Linked DNA regions of Mus musculus: regions 2, 3 and 4 are each linked to region 1. The links are chromatin contacts, called in public HiChIP or PLAC-seq and promoter capture Hi-C maps. All regions are on one chromosome and are shown on one strand. The core of a region is the stretch at or near the end of the contact, and the rest is flanking DNA. Distances in the headings are between cores, read along the strand shown. Region 1 overlaps Mef2c (myocyte enhancer factor 2C). Region 2 holds the start of Ccnh (cyclin H). Region 3 has its middle 22 kb from the start of Gm24295. Region 4 holds the start of Lysmd3 (LysM, putative peptidoglycan-binding, domain containing 3).

The links. Promoter capture Hi-C pulls out the DNA fragments that hold promoters and counts their contacts. HiChIP or PLAC-seq counts read pairs in DNA pulled down with a chosen protein or histone mark.
Region 2: a contact with region 1 is called in a promoter capture Hi-C map of pre-B cells, with 4 times the contacts expected there. The contact joins the promoter of Ccnh here to the enhancer-like site in region 1. A contact is called at or near these places in 3 of 39 promoter capture datasets (the C10 cell line, hippocampal neurons and pre-B cells) and 1 of 115 datasets of contacts at active chromatin or transcription factors (astrocytes).
Region 3: a contact with region 1 is called in an SMC1A HiChIP or PLAC-seq map of large pre-B cells, with 17 times the contacts expected there. The contact joins two enhancer-like sites. A contact is called at or near these places in 1 of 15 datasets of contacts at CTCF or cohesin (large pre-B cells), 3 of 484 Hi-C or Micro-C datasets (the C10 cell line, cortical neurons and cranial neural crest) and 2 of 115 datasets of contacts at active chromatin or transcription factors (fibro-adipogenic progenitors and large pre-B cells).
Region 4: a contact with region 1 is called in a promoter capture Hi-C map of pre-B cells. The contact joins the promoter of Lysmd3 here to the enhancer-like site in region 1. A contact is called at or near these places in 3 of 39 promoter capture datasets (cranial neural crest, hippocampal neurons and pre-B cells), 1 of 484 Hi-C or Micro-C datasets (CD4 T cells), 2 of 115 datasets of contacts at active chromatin or transcription factors (embryonic forebrain and fibro-adipogenic progenitors) and 1 of 9 other capture datasets (liver).

The regions. Positions count from the first base shown.
Region 1 is chr13:83,648,466-83,651,445 of GRCm38.p6, forward strand. All of the region lies in intron 6 of Mef2c (myocyte enhancer factor 2C), which reads left to right. Gm52044 (a long non-coding RNA gene) reads right to left here. Exons shown (of 3, transcript XR_003950630.1): 3 at 1-2,980. Among named protein-coding and RNA genes, the nearest start is that of Gm52044, 12 kb to the right of the region's middle. Within about 2 kb of position 1,551, at least 70 of the 459 cell types and tissues checked have an H3K27ac peak or open chromatin away from gene starts, as enhancers often do. A contact at or near this core is called in pre-B cells, where this site is marked.
Region 2 is chr13:85,188,034-85,190,851 of GRCm38.p6, forward strand. It overlaps Ccnh (cyclin H), which reads left to right and starts at 1,352. Exons shown (of 9, transcript NM_023243.6): 1 at 1,352-1,619; 2 at 2,721-2,818. The coding sequence starts at 1,503.
Region 3 is chr13:82,071,309-82,074,298 of GRCm38.p6, forward strand. No RefSeq gene overlaps it. Among named protein-coding and RNA genes, the nearest start is that of Gm24295, 22 kb to the left of the region's middle. Within about 2 kb of position 1,338, at least 9 of the 459 cell types and tissues checked have an H3K27ac peak or open chromatin away from gene starts, as enhancers often do.
Region 4 is chr13:81,656,135-81,659,111 of GRCm38.p6, forward strand. Lysmd3 (LysM, putative peptidoglycan-binding, domain containing 3) reads left to right here and starts at 1,672. Exons shown (of 3, transcript NM_030257.1): 1 at 1,672-1,802.

The DNA.
Region 1 (2,980 bases), core at 301-2,800:
TTGTGCTTATAAATATTATGTGCTTTTATTTATAATTGAAAGTTAAAACAAGCAAAGAATAAATGACAAGGCTCCTAATGCCTAAGCGTCCAAGAAAGTTGTGGCCCTATGGGCTCAGAGGAGAGCATGCTCAACAGAGCACTGTGCAACAAAGCCAAGAACCTGCCTCATAACGTTTGCAGCCAGGAGGGTGTTCTCTAAATTTACAGCTTCCTAAAGTAGGAGTGAGTAAAATCAAATGAAGTAGAAAAGGCAGAAAAGTGCTTTTAAGTTAACTGTGGGGAAAAATTACCACTATATTTGAAATCTTGACTATTTACACTGCTTTCATTGTTTATTAGACACTTGTAGGAGCAGAGGTAGAATCTGTTATCCTTCACGTGACTACATCATAAAAGCCTAAATTGGTTCATAAGAAACAATATTTTTAATCAAATGAAACTATAAAAGCTTCATTGAACTCTAAAGTCACTCTGTACCTCATTTTCCTATAATGTATAATCAGGAAATCCATTTACCATACGTTATAATTTTTGTCCTTTCAAGTGGTCAGAAGAATGTGACATCTGCATACGGTCACGTCTAAATTGATAATTGTCCCAGTAGAGTATAATTTTGAAACATAGCATCAAGAAAGTTGAATCTGTATATTAGAAGGTTGTCGAGAGGTGGTGTTTCCCACCTCCTGGGTCCCTGAAGTTAAGTGTGGCCATGCTCTCTGGTGAATTTATCTTAAGGTGGGCCCTCAGCCTCCACACAGGCCAAAGCATTCTGAGCGAAAAGGAGGCTGCGGTTTCCCAGCCAACTTAAATGCAGGCTCTTCTTAGCAATGAGCCACACACATGCATTCATCATTGACTTCCAAATGATAGGTTTCAATATCACTGGTCTAGGGTCCACAGTCTCACATTCCTGAATCTATATTATGCCAAAAGAATAACAATTTGGTGGCTGGAAACAGAAATGGTTATTATACTTCTCCAAAATGCTAGCTGGCACAATATTCTAAAAATAGCAGAAATTCACTCATAAAAAATAGCATTTATTTGTTCATAAAAAATAATTTTATGCTCCGAAAATATAAGTGTAAAAATGTCATGCTTAACTGCCATTTATCCTTCTTCTTTTGAAATTACTTGGCTAATTTTCCATTTGATTGTTTATTTAAACCAGATCTCACACAGGGTTAACATGTACATGACACCTTAAAACTATGGAACTAATCTTCTAAAATGGTGTAATTTCCAAATAGCAGCACATATTTCAAGAGAGACATAGAATGCTTTTGATTCCATTTTTTGCTTCTGAGGTGTTTACTGAGTGGAAAACCACGTATGTGTGCTTCCTTTTCCCCTGCTCACTGCCGCTCCAAAGCGCTGTTTTAAAATGTGGGCAGAAAGACTGGGGCTTTTTTTGGACTGTCTCTGAGTTTACCATAGAAAATGTTTTTGAAGAGACTTTTTTTTTGCACAGCCTCTGTGAAGCTCTCCACTTTCTCACACTGGCCCCGTGCTTGTCCTATCTTAGGACAGCACATGTCGTGAAGTGGTTTTACTTCCTTTTAGCAGAATTACTGCTCCATGCAAACCAGCACCAGCATCTACCCAGGCAGGATTTTAGTTTCTCATCCTTTCAGGCTTCACTGCCCTGCTTAACTGACATTTCTTCTTCTTCTTCTTTTGAAATTACTTGGCTAACTTTCCATTTGATTGTTTATTTAAACCAGATCTCACAGAGGGTTAACATGTTTGTGATGTGTGTCTGTGTGTGTGTGTGTGTGTGTGTGTGTGTGTGTGTGTCTGTGTGTGTGTGTGTGTGTGTGTGTGTGCGCGCGCGCGCACTCAAACTTCAGCAGGCAGGAATGCATGCTGCAGATATCTTGGTCTCCTCCTTTCCTTTTCGTGTAGGGACTCTACAATTCTGTTAAAGGCCCTAACACAAAATAACGTTCCAAGGAGACCCATTAAACACAGAACTCCTCTGTGCAGCCTAACTCACCCATTATCTTTCTTACAGAGTACGATTTGTTTATATTTCTTTTAGTGAGAAAGGGTAAATGTATTGTTTCAAGTAAGAACTTTTACCATCAAACACTGTCCAAATTAACTGTAACAGATAATTTGGGGTTTGACATATTTTCCTAGCTATAATTTAGCAACTTTTCTTGATGTTTTATTATAGAAGACTAATTTGTATTCAAATTCGGTGCAAATTTCTTAAACAACGACTTTGTAGTTGGCACTTGTTTTGGGGATGTTTCATTTGTTTTATTTTCATTTTGCCTCAAGATACTTGTTAATTTTTACCATGATCCAGTTGCAAGATTGAACCTTGCGAGTTTTTATATATTCAGCCTATTCATTTATTCATGAAACAAAGCAGGTAAATGAATTGGATATGAAGAATAAGTGTGTTTTGGACCACATGACCCAAATATATTTTAATTCAGAGAGTCCCCAGTGGGACAGTTTGGGAAGAAAGGAGCCAACGTGGGGTAGAAGGAACAAGAGAAGGTGAATATATTGAAGTGCATTGTGTAAGTGTGCGAGCATGTCATAATGAAACCATGACTTCATACAATTAGTATTGGCATAGCAAAACATTTCTGTAAGTATCTCTTTGAAACATGCTTGTGCGTTCCCCTCCCAACTCCTTGTTTTCTTTCTGAAGCTATTGCCATAGACTCAAGAAAGATCCATACACATAGGCTTTTCCAAGACCACCCTTTCCAGTGTTGCAGATGTCTAACCATTCAGGGACCAGTTTCTATCACTGTTCTGAAACTGGGTAGTCTCTACTTCTAACATATCATCATAAAATTGGAAGTCCCCACTGACCATCTTCTCCAAAGAGCACCTACGAAGAGAACCCTGTTTTCACTGGCTCCTTTGTAAGCAGATCCCTCCCAGTTTTCTTAAAGATGCTGGGTAAAATCCTCCCTCAGCCTGCCTCTTACCCAGTTACCGAAGTCAGCTGCCTA
Region 2 (2,818 bases), core at 102-2,601, 1.5 Mb after region 1:
GATATGGCTGTCTCCTGAGATGCTCTTCCAGAGGCAGATGCTTGCAGCCAACCACTGGACTTAGCTCAGGGGTCCCCTGTGGAGGAGTTGGAGAAAGGACTGAAGGAGCTGATGGGGGGTTGCAGCCCCATGGAGGGAGCAAGTGTCAACAGGCCAGACCTCCTGGAGCTCCTGGGGACTGGACCACCAACTAAAGAGTACACATTGATTGACCCACGGTGCTGGCCTCATATGTGGCAGAGGACGGTCTTGCAGGTAACTTTAGTGAAGTACATAAAACCTTTCTTTGAAGACCAAGAGGCAATAAATGCTCTGTAAAGCCAGATCTTTGATTACAACTCTTGGATTACAAGTTATATTGGTGCTCAAAAAACTTAGTCTGTCTACAAATAGTACATAGCACAGTTTAAGAACTGCTGTACAAAGACATTTGTGTTTATTTTTTTAAAAAGCACTGAAAAATTTCCAGTTAATAATTTATGTCTTGGTGGTGTCCAATGAAACAGTAGTATCTTTGTCATTGAGCTGTTAATTTACTTGTTCCTTTTCTAGGAAGACTAGAATGCATTTTGTTTGAATAATCTCCAATTAGATGCAGCAAAATGTGGCCTAAAGATTATGTAAAGAGGGCATTGATGCATGGCTGTGTTTCCAGAATTTGAGAGGCTTAGGCAGGAGGATCATAAATTTGAAACCACCATGAACTAAATATGGATTTCTAGTATATAATGAGACAATAAGGAGCTGAGAAAGGCAGGAAAAATGAGAGGAAACTCTACTGCACAAATTATGGCAGTGGGGGGATTGCTTTGTGCTCTCCCTGTTGGTATCAGGACCTCTGAAACTCGTGACATCATGTAGGCGAGACCCACAGACCTGTTGCCAAGACAATAGCCACCATATTCCCAGAATCCATTGTGCTCACCTCCCACTTTTACCTATAACCACGTCACCATCCATATATATACATACATACATATATATGTGTGTGTGTGTGTGTATGTGTGGTTAAGAGCACTGACTGTGTCATCCATATGAACTGGGTTCAATTCCCAGCACCCACAGGGCAGTTCATAACTGTCTGAAACTCCCATTCCAAGGGATCTGAAGCTGTCACACAGATATACATTCAGGCAAAACACCAATGGGCATAAAATAAAAATAAAAAATAAAGAAATGAAGGCTTATGGTTCTTTGTGCCCAGGCGTCCTCTGGAACCTGGATCCCTGCGGCCACGCCCACTTTCTGACCCTCCTGGGTCACGCCCTTCAGACTCCTCCCCAAAGCCTGGGAGCCCCGAGGCTCCGCCCTCCCTCGTTGCGGAACACCTCCCACCGGCTCCGGAAACTCCAGAGCAGACGCTGGCACGTGACCGGGACGTCACGCACGCGTCCGCGGTCTGGGCGGGGGCGGGGGTTCGCGCGTTGGCCGTCGCTCGTGGTCGCTGTCTCTCGGAGTGTCGCTGTTTTTGTCGCGGCCCTGCGGCCCGTGAGGGCTACAGCATGTATCACAGCAGCAGCCAGAAACGGCACTGGACCTTCGCTAGCGAGGAGCAGCTGGCGCGCCTGCGGGCGGACGCCAACCGCAAATTCAAGTGCAAAGCTGTGGCTAACGGGAAGGTGAGGTCCCCGCGAGCCAGCCCCTGTGCCCACCCTAAACCTGGGACCTCTCCTGAAGTCCCGCTTTGCCTGCAGGCTGGAAGCCTGTAGAGCGCTCGCCTGGCTGTGTCAGTGCAGACAGGGACTGACGCGACAGCCAAGTCCGGGGCTGGCGGTGGCAGAGGTCTGAGTGACATCCTGGGGACTGGCAAGAGCCTTGGAAGAGTGCGGACTTAGTGCGGGACTCGAACTGGTCACTTGTCCTGCAGGATGTCACGACAAATCATTCTCTGTAGATGGCAGGAGGGAGGGCACACACATAGGCTGGTGTCTAGTGGAAAGTCAGACTGGCAGGCAAGTGCCTGGAGTGCTGGTGGTCACTCATGGATGAAGCTGTACCTCTGCAGCAGTGGTTGAAGAACGTGCACAAGCAACTTTGTAAGCGGAAGTGTAAGGCGGTTGAAATTCTTGCCAAAACTGAAAGGAACTTTTCAAAGACTTGAAATGGGGGGATGATGGCTTGTTGGATCTGCTTTCCAGAAACAACCTTCACACAGAAGGTTGTACAAGGAAAGAAAATAGTTGACACAAGTAATGCGTGTTCTATGGGCCTCTATCCAGGTCTTCCTACAACTCTCCCATTCATTTCTGTGTACGGCCCTGGATAACTTTATAGTAGCTTCTACAAATTTCAGGCAAATAAAATTTGTACCAACAAAACAGGTAGACAATGAACTGAGTTATTTTAATTTTGGTGACATATGGATTTACTGCAAAAGCTACTTTGGGAGAGTTCCAACCCATGAAAATATGTATTTTTTTTTTAATTTACAAATAATGGTATCAAACCTGGGAGTGAATTGACACATACTCTGTCATGACTGTTTAAAAATGTCCAGCTGACAGTTTGAGAACTTGTAAAATGAAAGCCTAGATTCAGTTTATTGATTTTTGCTTATTCTTCTCCTAGATATTTTGCTTGATGCTTAGTAAACTTAACAAAGAGAGAAAGCTTCAGGTCTATTTTTTGTTGGTGGTATAAGTCCAATTTAAGCAGGACAGATAAGACGGTCTTACAATGAATTCACTGACCTTACATTGAAATGTCTGCTCTGTCTAAAGGTTCTTCCAAATGATCCAGTGTTTCTGGAGCCTCATGAAGAATTGACACTTTGCAAGTACTATGAAAAAAGATTATTGGAATTCTGTTCAGTGTTTAA
Region 3 (2,990 bases), core at 88-2,587, 1.6 Mb before region 1:
ATAAAAAAAATCTTGTTTGTTTCAGTAAACATGGTGTGAAAAGAATACTCACACGTCTTAGGCTTCTTTCTCTTCTTGCCATTCTCACTGGGGGGGTTCAGTTAACTGTTTTCATAATGTAAAACAGGGTATGTACATTGAGCATTGCGGACAAGGGAGCATATGTTTTATCCTCATATTGAACAGATGGACCAAAGCTGGACTGTAGTCCCATAGTCTGACTACAGCATCTTGGTAAGATGCAACCAAGGAGCACTGCCTTTGAGCACATCAAAGTCAATAGTACTATAAGGTTCTTTGCTTATAGAGTTAATGCTTATAAAGCACACTAAAATATTACTCATATCGTTTCTTACCATGAACAAATTAGAACAACATAGAAAATATGACATATTATATTTCCCCTTTTCAGGGAGGTTCATGCATTTCCCCCTTGAGCTCTTATTGTTACTTAGCTTCTCTGAGTCTGTTATCCAGTACTTTAGAGCTAATATCAACTTAAAAGTGAATGCATACCATGTTTGTCCTTCTGGATCTGGATTACCTCACTCCGAATGATGTTCTTGTTCTATCCATTTGCCTGTAAATTTCATGATGTCATTGTTTTCAACACCTGAGTGATATTCTATTGTGTAGATGTGCCATATTTTCTTTACCTGTTCTTCAGTTGAGGGACATCTAGGTTGTTTCCAGTTTTCGGCTATTATGAGTAAAACTGCTATAACCATATGTTAGCAAGTGTCCTTTGGGTATATGCCTAGGATTGGTCCCTAGCCCAATTGTCATCAGAGAGGTTTCACCCAGCAACTGATATAAACAAATATAAAGACCTATAGCCAAACATTAGGCAGAGCTTGGGAAATCCTGCAGAAGAGTGGGGGATGGGGGCTGTAGTGAAGGATTTTTGGAGCCAGAGGGGTCACAGACACCACAAGAAAACTCATAGAATTCACTAACATGGGAACATAAGGGCTCACAGAGACTAAACTACCAACCAAAAACTCTGTATAGGACTGGCATGGGCCCTATGTACGTATATCATAATTGTGTAGCTTAGTCTTCTTTGTGACTCCTAACAGTGGGAGCCGGGCCCGTCTCTAACTCTGTTGCTTACTTTTTGGACCTTTACTTTCTATTAAATTGCCTCATCCTGCCTCATTAGGAGAGGAGGTGTTTAGTTTACTGCAACTTGATATATCATGGCTGGTTGATACACATGGGAGGTCTGTCCTTTCCTGCAGAGAAGTGGAAGTGGAGTGGGTGTAGTGTTGGGGAAGAGGGAAGGGGGGAGAAAGAACTGAGAGGGGAGGAAGGAAACTGTGGTCAGGATGTAAATAATATACTATAGGCCAAAAGATATGTAACCCAGCTTACATTTCTGGTGTATGAATTGCTTATCCATGCATACTAAGTTACTTCCTGTAGTGGGTTTGGCCTAACGCTGTTTGTATTCTAATGTTAATTTGGGTCCTCAAAATTGTTTGTATGGGAGAAAACTCATATAAGACACTGAGGGACCCTGCCTCCAGTTAATCTTGATTGGTAAATAAAGATGGCAGCAGCCAATAGCTGGGAAGAAGAGACAGACAGAAAGAGGCAGGACATTAGGATTCCTGGGCTTGGGAGAGGAGAGGAAGAAGGAAAGAAAGAGAAGAAAGAGAGCAGAGGAGAGGAGAGGAGAGGAGAGGAGACATACCATGCCTGAGAAGAGTGGAGGGCTGAGAGGCATGACTGCCTTATGAAGAAGCAAGGAGAGTGTGGCCCAGAGGGCTGCCCTACTAAGTCCAGGGCAGCCAGGATACAACGCAGAATTTAATAAGGGGTAGCTCAGTATTATTGGTGGGAGGCAGTGGAGGCTAGGCAGTGGCCCATTTATTGTGCAGATAAGACATATTAGAATATAAAGGCCGTGTGTGTGTGTGTGTCTTTCACTGAGAAACATGAAGCATTGAAGCAATGAAGTATTTATTGAATCAAGGTGACCCACAGAAATATGTCTTGATTATGTTGGGAAGACCCAACTTAAAAGTGATTGGTACCATGCCCTGGGGTTGGGATTTAGTTTGGAGAAAGCCAGCAAAGCACAAAACATGCATGGATTAATTGTTTTCTTCCTGTGACTAAGGATACCATGTGACCAGTTGTCTCTAGTTCCTGCTGCTATGACTTCCCTGGTGTGATAGCACATGATTGAGAACTGTGAACTGAAATAAACCCTTTCTATCCTAAATTGCTTTGGTCAGAGTGTTTTATCACATCAACAGGAAACAAAACTAAGACAGTTGGAAACTTATCTGGGCTTCACTGTGGAAATCCCAGAGTAATCAGACATCTGTAGTCTTTGTCTTACACAGGAGTAAGCATCACAGAGAATGAGGGAGAGGTTGCATAACCTATTGTGACCTGAGAAGTTTGTGGTCTGACAGTCATAGGCTGTCCCATATTCAAATGTCAAATATGGACTCTGGCTTCTAAAAGAAGTATATCAAGAACTTGTGGCCACATTTTAAAACTATCGCATTTAGCTTTGGTGACTAACTTTAACATAAAATTAATGGAACTTGAAGCTTTAGTATTAGATAACTGTATGAGCCATTGTAATTATTAAACAATGCTATCATAATTAGGATCTTCTCAGACCTCAAATAAAACTGAAAGAACAAATTAGACTGATTTTTTTAGAAAATATATTGTAAGATTTCTAAGAAAGATATATTACAGCACTTTTATAGGGCTCCATGTTATCCTTCATAACAGAGTTGCACTCTTTCAGGCTAAATGAGCAAAAATCAGATCCGAGTTAGGAGGAATCTTGAATTTTAGAGTATTTCATAATTTAATTATTTTTAGGTAACTGAGAAAGGCATTTCTAAGTAGAAAAAAAATCATCCATTTAACATATTCCTGCCAAGAAGCTACCTATATCAGGCATTGTAATTCCCATGGATGGTACAGCAGGGAAGAAAACTAGAAAAACCCTTCATCCGGAT
Region 4 (2,977 bases), core at 422-2,921, 2.0 Mb before region 1:
CAAATTCCTAGAATCATGTACTTCTCAACTGAACAATTTTAACGGACAACATAGCAGATGAGATCTGAAAAAAAACCTACTACTTTTGGCCTTCGGATTGCTGAGAACACCCTCTTTTCCAAAGACAAATACTTGTTCTTACCGGCCAACTTTCTGGAACTCAGCCAACATTCGTGGCTAACTGCTTCTTTTGTATAGTCTAATAATAAAATATACACATAGTGTGCCCTTTTGGTAAACAAATACTCGATTTTAGTTAGATACAAACAATCATTCAAAAGCTTTGCAGATCTCGTGTAGGATGTTTCTTCAAAGCAAACAGGTAGTAGTCCTGAAGAAATGCTTGGAATTCGTTCTCCCTCAGACTCTCCCAAGGATTCCATGGCCTATTGACATTAAAATAAGAAAAGTAACCTACTTGCAAAAAGACGGTTGCATTCCATTAACATTCATGAGGCCTGAACAGCCGAGGCCCTACACATCAAGAACGGAATATATCCTTTGTCTCCTGATGAGAAAATGTCTCCGTGATAAATGGTTACAGACAGCGGTGTCACAGGGGCAAGAGCTCAAAGAATAACTTGGGCAAACTTTTTTTTCCCCGGTTGTCTTTGCCTGGAGTTCTTTGTAGCATTGTTCAGCACAGTGCCTTGTCCTTTCAAGTAAAAGGCGCTTATTGCAATGTAAGTAAAATCCCAGTCCTTGCAGAGGCACTTCTCAGAAAACCAACCGACCAAGGAACCAACAGAACAAACAAACAAACAAACAAACAATCAAACAAAAAACCCTTTGGAAATTGGAACAGCGTTCCAAAGGCTTTATAATTACTAAGTATTCGGACTGTAAAGAAAAGTGTGGTACGTCTTTAGGCAATGTTGACCTAAATGGGTAAGCATTTAGTCAAGTGCATTGTCGGTCGTCAGCACAAAACACCAGGTGCACCTTTAAAATGTCATACATCATTCGCATAAATACAAACACTGTATTTACCACTTCGGCAAATTTCTAAAAAAAAAAAAAAAAAAAAAAAAAAAAGTCAGAAGAGAGGTATTTATTTCACTGCCATAGATAGTGCAACACCAATGGCGTCCTGTTAATTTTCAAATCCAAGTAGGTTAGTTACAAGTTGTTGACAACTTTGTCCCATCAAAGTGCAGCTCCAGGGCACTGTGAGCTTAGCTTGGCTAGGTGGCTCACTCTGCTGACCTACAGACCCAAGGCACTCTGCCTGTCTTGTTTGCTGCTCTAGGGCTCGTTCGATATGGTAAAGCACGGCCCAGTGTTTTTGCTTTCTTCTGCCCCACCGAGAAGAAAGTGCCAGATACAGAGCATTAAGAAATGCACAGCGGCTCTCCATTGGCTCTTCCTCAAGCATGCCCTCCGCTCAGTACGTTTCTTAGCCAGGAGGACCCGTTGGGTTTAGATTCACAGACTGCAGGAGTCCAACACGGCCCGGCGGCCCCCGGACGGGCGGGGCTAGAGGCGGGGCTGAAATCAGGCCCCGCCCCGGCCGCATCGGCGCGCCTGCGTGCTGGCGTGGGCCTGCGGTTGGCCGCGGGGTTCTGGGTTCCCCGCCTCCGCCCGCGCCCTCGCACCTCCGCCTACTCTACGCGATGACGCACCGCAGGTTTGCGGACGTGGCGGCGGCTGTCGGTGCGGAAGGCGGGGACGGCGGCGACGGCGGCGACGGTGGCAGAAGCGGACCCAGACACCGGAGAACCTAGAGTCGGTCATGAACGTCTCCGGGGCCGCGGCTGTGGTGGAGGACATAACCGTGTCGCCGCGCCCCTGCTAGAGGACAGGTGACGGTGGCTGTGGGGCGGGGCGGGGCAGGACGTCGATCGGGGGGTCACCGTGGGGCGCTGTCCCCGGTTCGGGAAGGACTCTTACCTCCCGGTTTTGGGCAGCCCTTTCCGGGCCATTCTGCCTGTCCCCTTAGCATCTGCTCCGAAGCGTCCCAGTCTGACGCGGCGACTTAGAAATCAGAGATGTAATCTTTGCGGGGGACGTCCGGAGGAAAGGGAAAAATAAAAATAAAAGCGAGTGGAATGGAAGAGGGAGGAAGTTTGCAGTTGTTGCTTAGGTTTAAAATTGGCCCTGGAGAATAGGATCGGGGTGATTCTGTCCTAAGTGCTGAACTGGCTTGTGCCCTGTGAGTCTTCTCTTGCTCCCTGCCGAAGGTCAAGACCAAATATTAATATGCAGCAATTAATATGTAGTACCTAGGGATTTGAGAGGTCGCTTTCCGGTCTAGACCGGGTGGATGAAAACATGCTCACGATACCCATTGATGATCACTTTCAGGACGTTTGTCAGCAGTGCAGTATGCAACATGTTCTAGTTTTCTGAAGCCATAGATTCCATAGATAATTCAGAGAGGTAAAGAGAATTGAGGCTGATGGCTTTGATTCCGTGTACTTTCTAATCTTTAGTAGATTGACATGTCATTACCTTACTGGGCCAAAGTGCAGCTTGGCACTTGGATTACAGATGAACAGTCAGACCGTAGTGTCCAGATTGTTTATTTTGCTTTCCTGTCATTTTAGAGGAATAGAGACAGATGCGCGAAGACGGGAGTCTTTTGATTCCTGATTAAGACATGGTGAGGGAAAGACTGATAGAAGAACACATTGTTTCAAATGGCTTCTGGGTATTAGTCAGTAATTTCAGAGAGCTGTACTAAGAATGGGAGGGAGAGCGCTTTAGAGGGATAGCATACCTAAGGCAACGTAACCACCCATATGCATTGCTTTAGATCTAATCTTTTCTGCTTTTGATGGATGCTTTTGAGGATCTGAAACAGATACTTCCTGAGGTAGTACATGTATGTATGTATGCAACTTGCTACTGGTTCCACAAAACTGACAGACATCCTCTACATCTAAGATGTGGGCTTTTTATTTTGTTTTTAGAAAAGACCTAGATAAGGGAGTGCAAGCGTCCTTGTAGAAACAGGTGTGCTCCTTACTTTAAACTG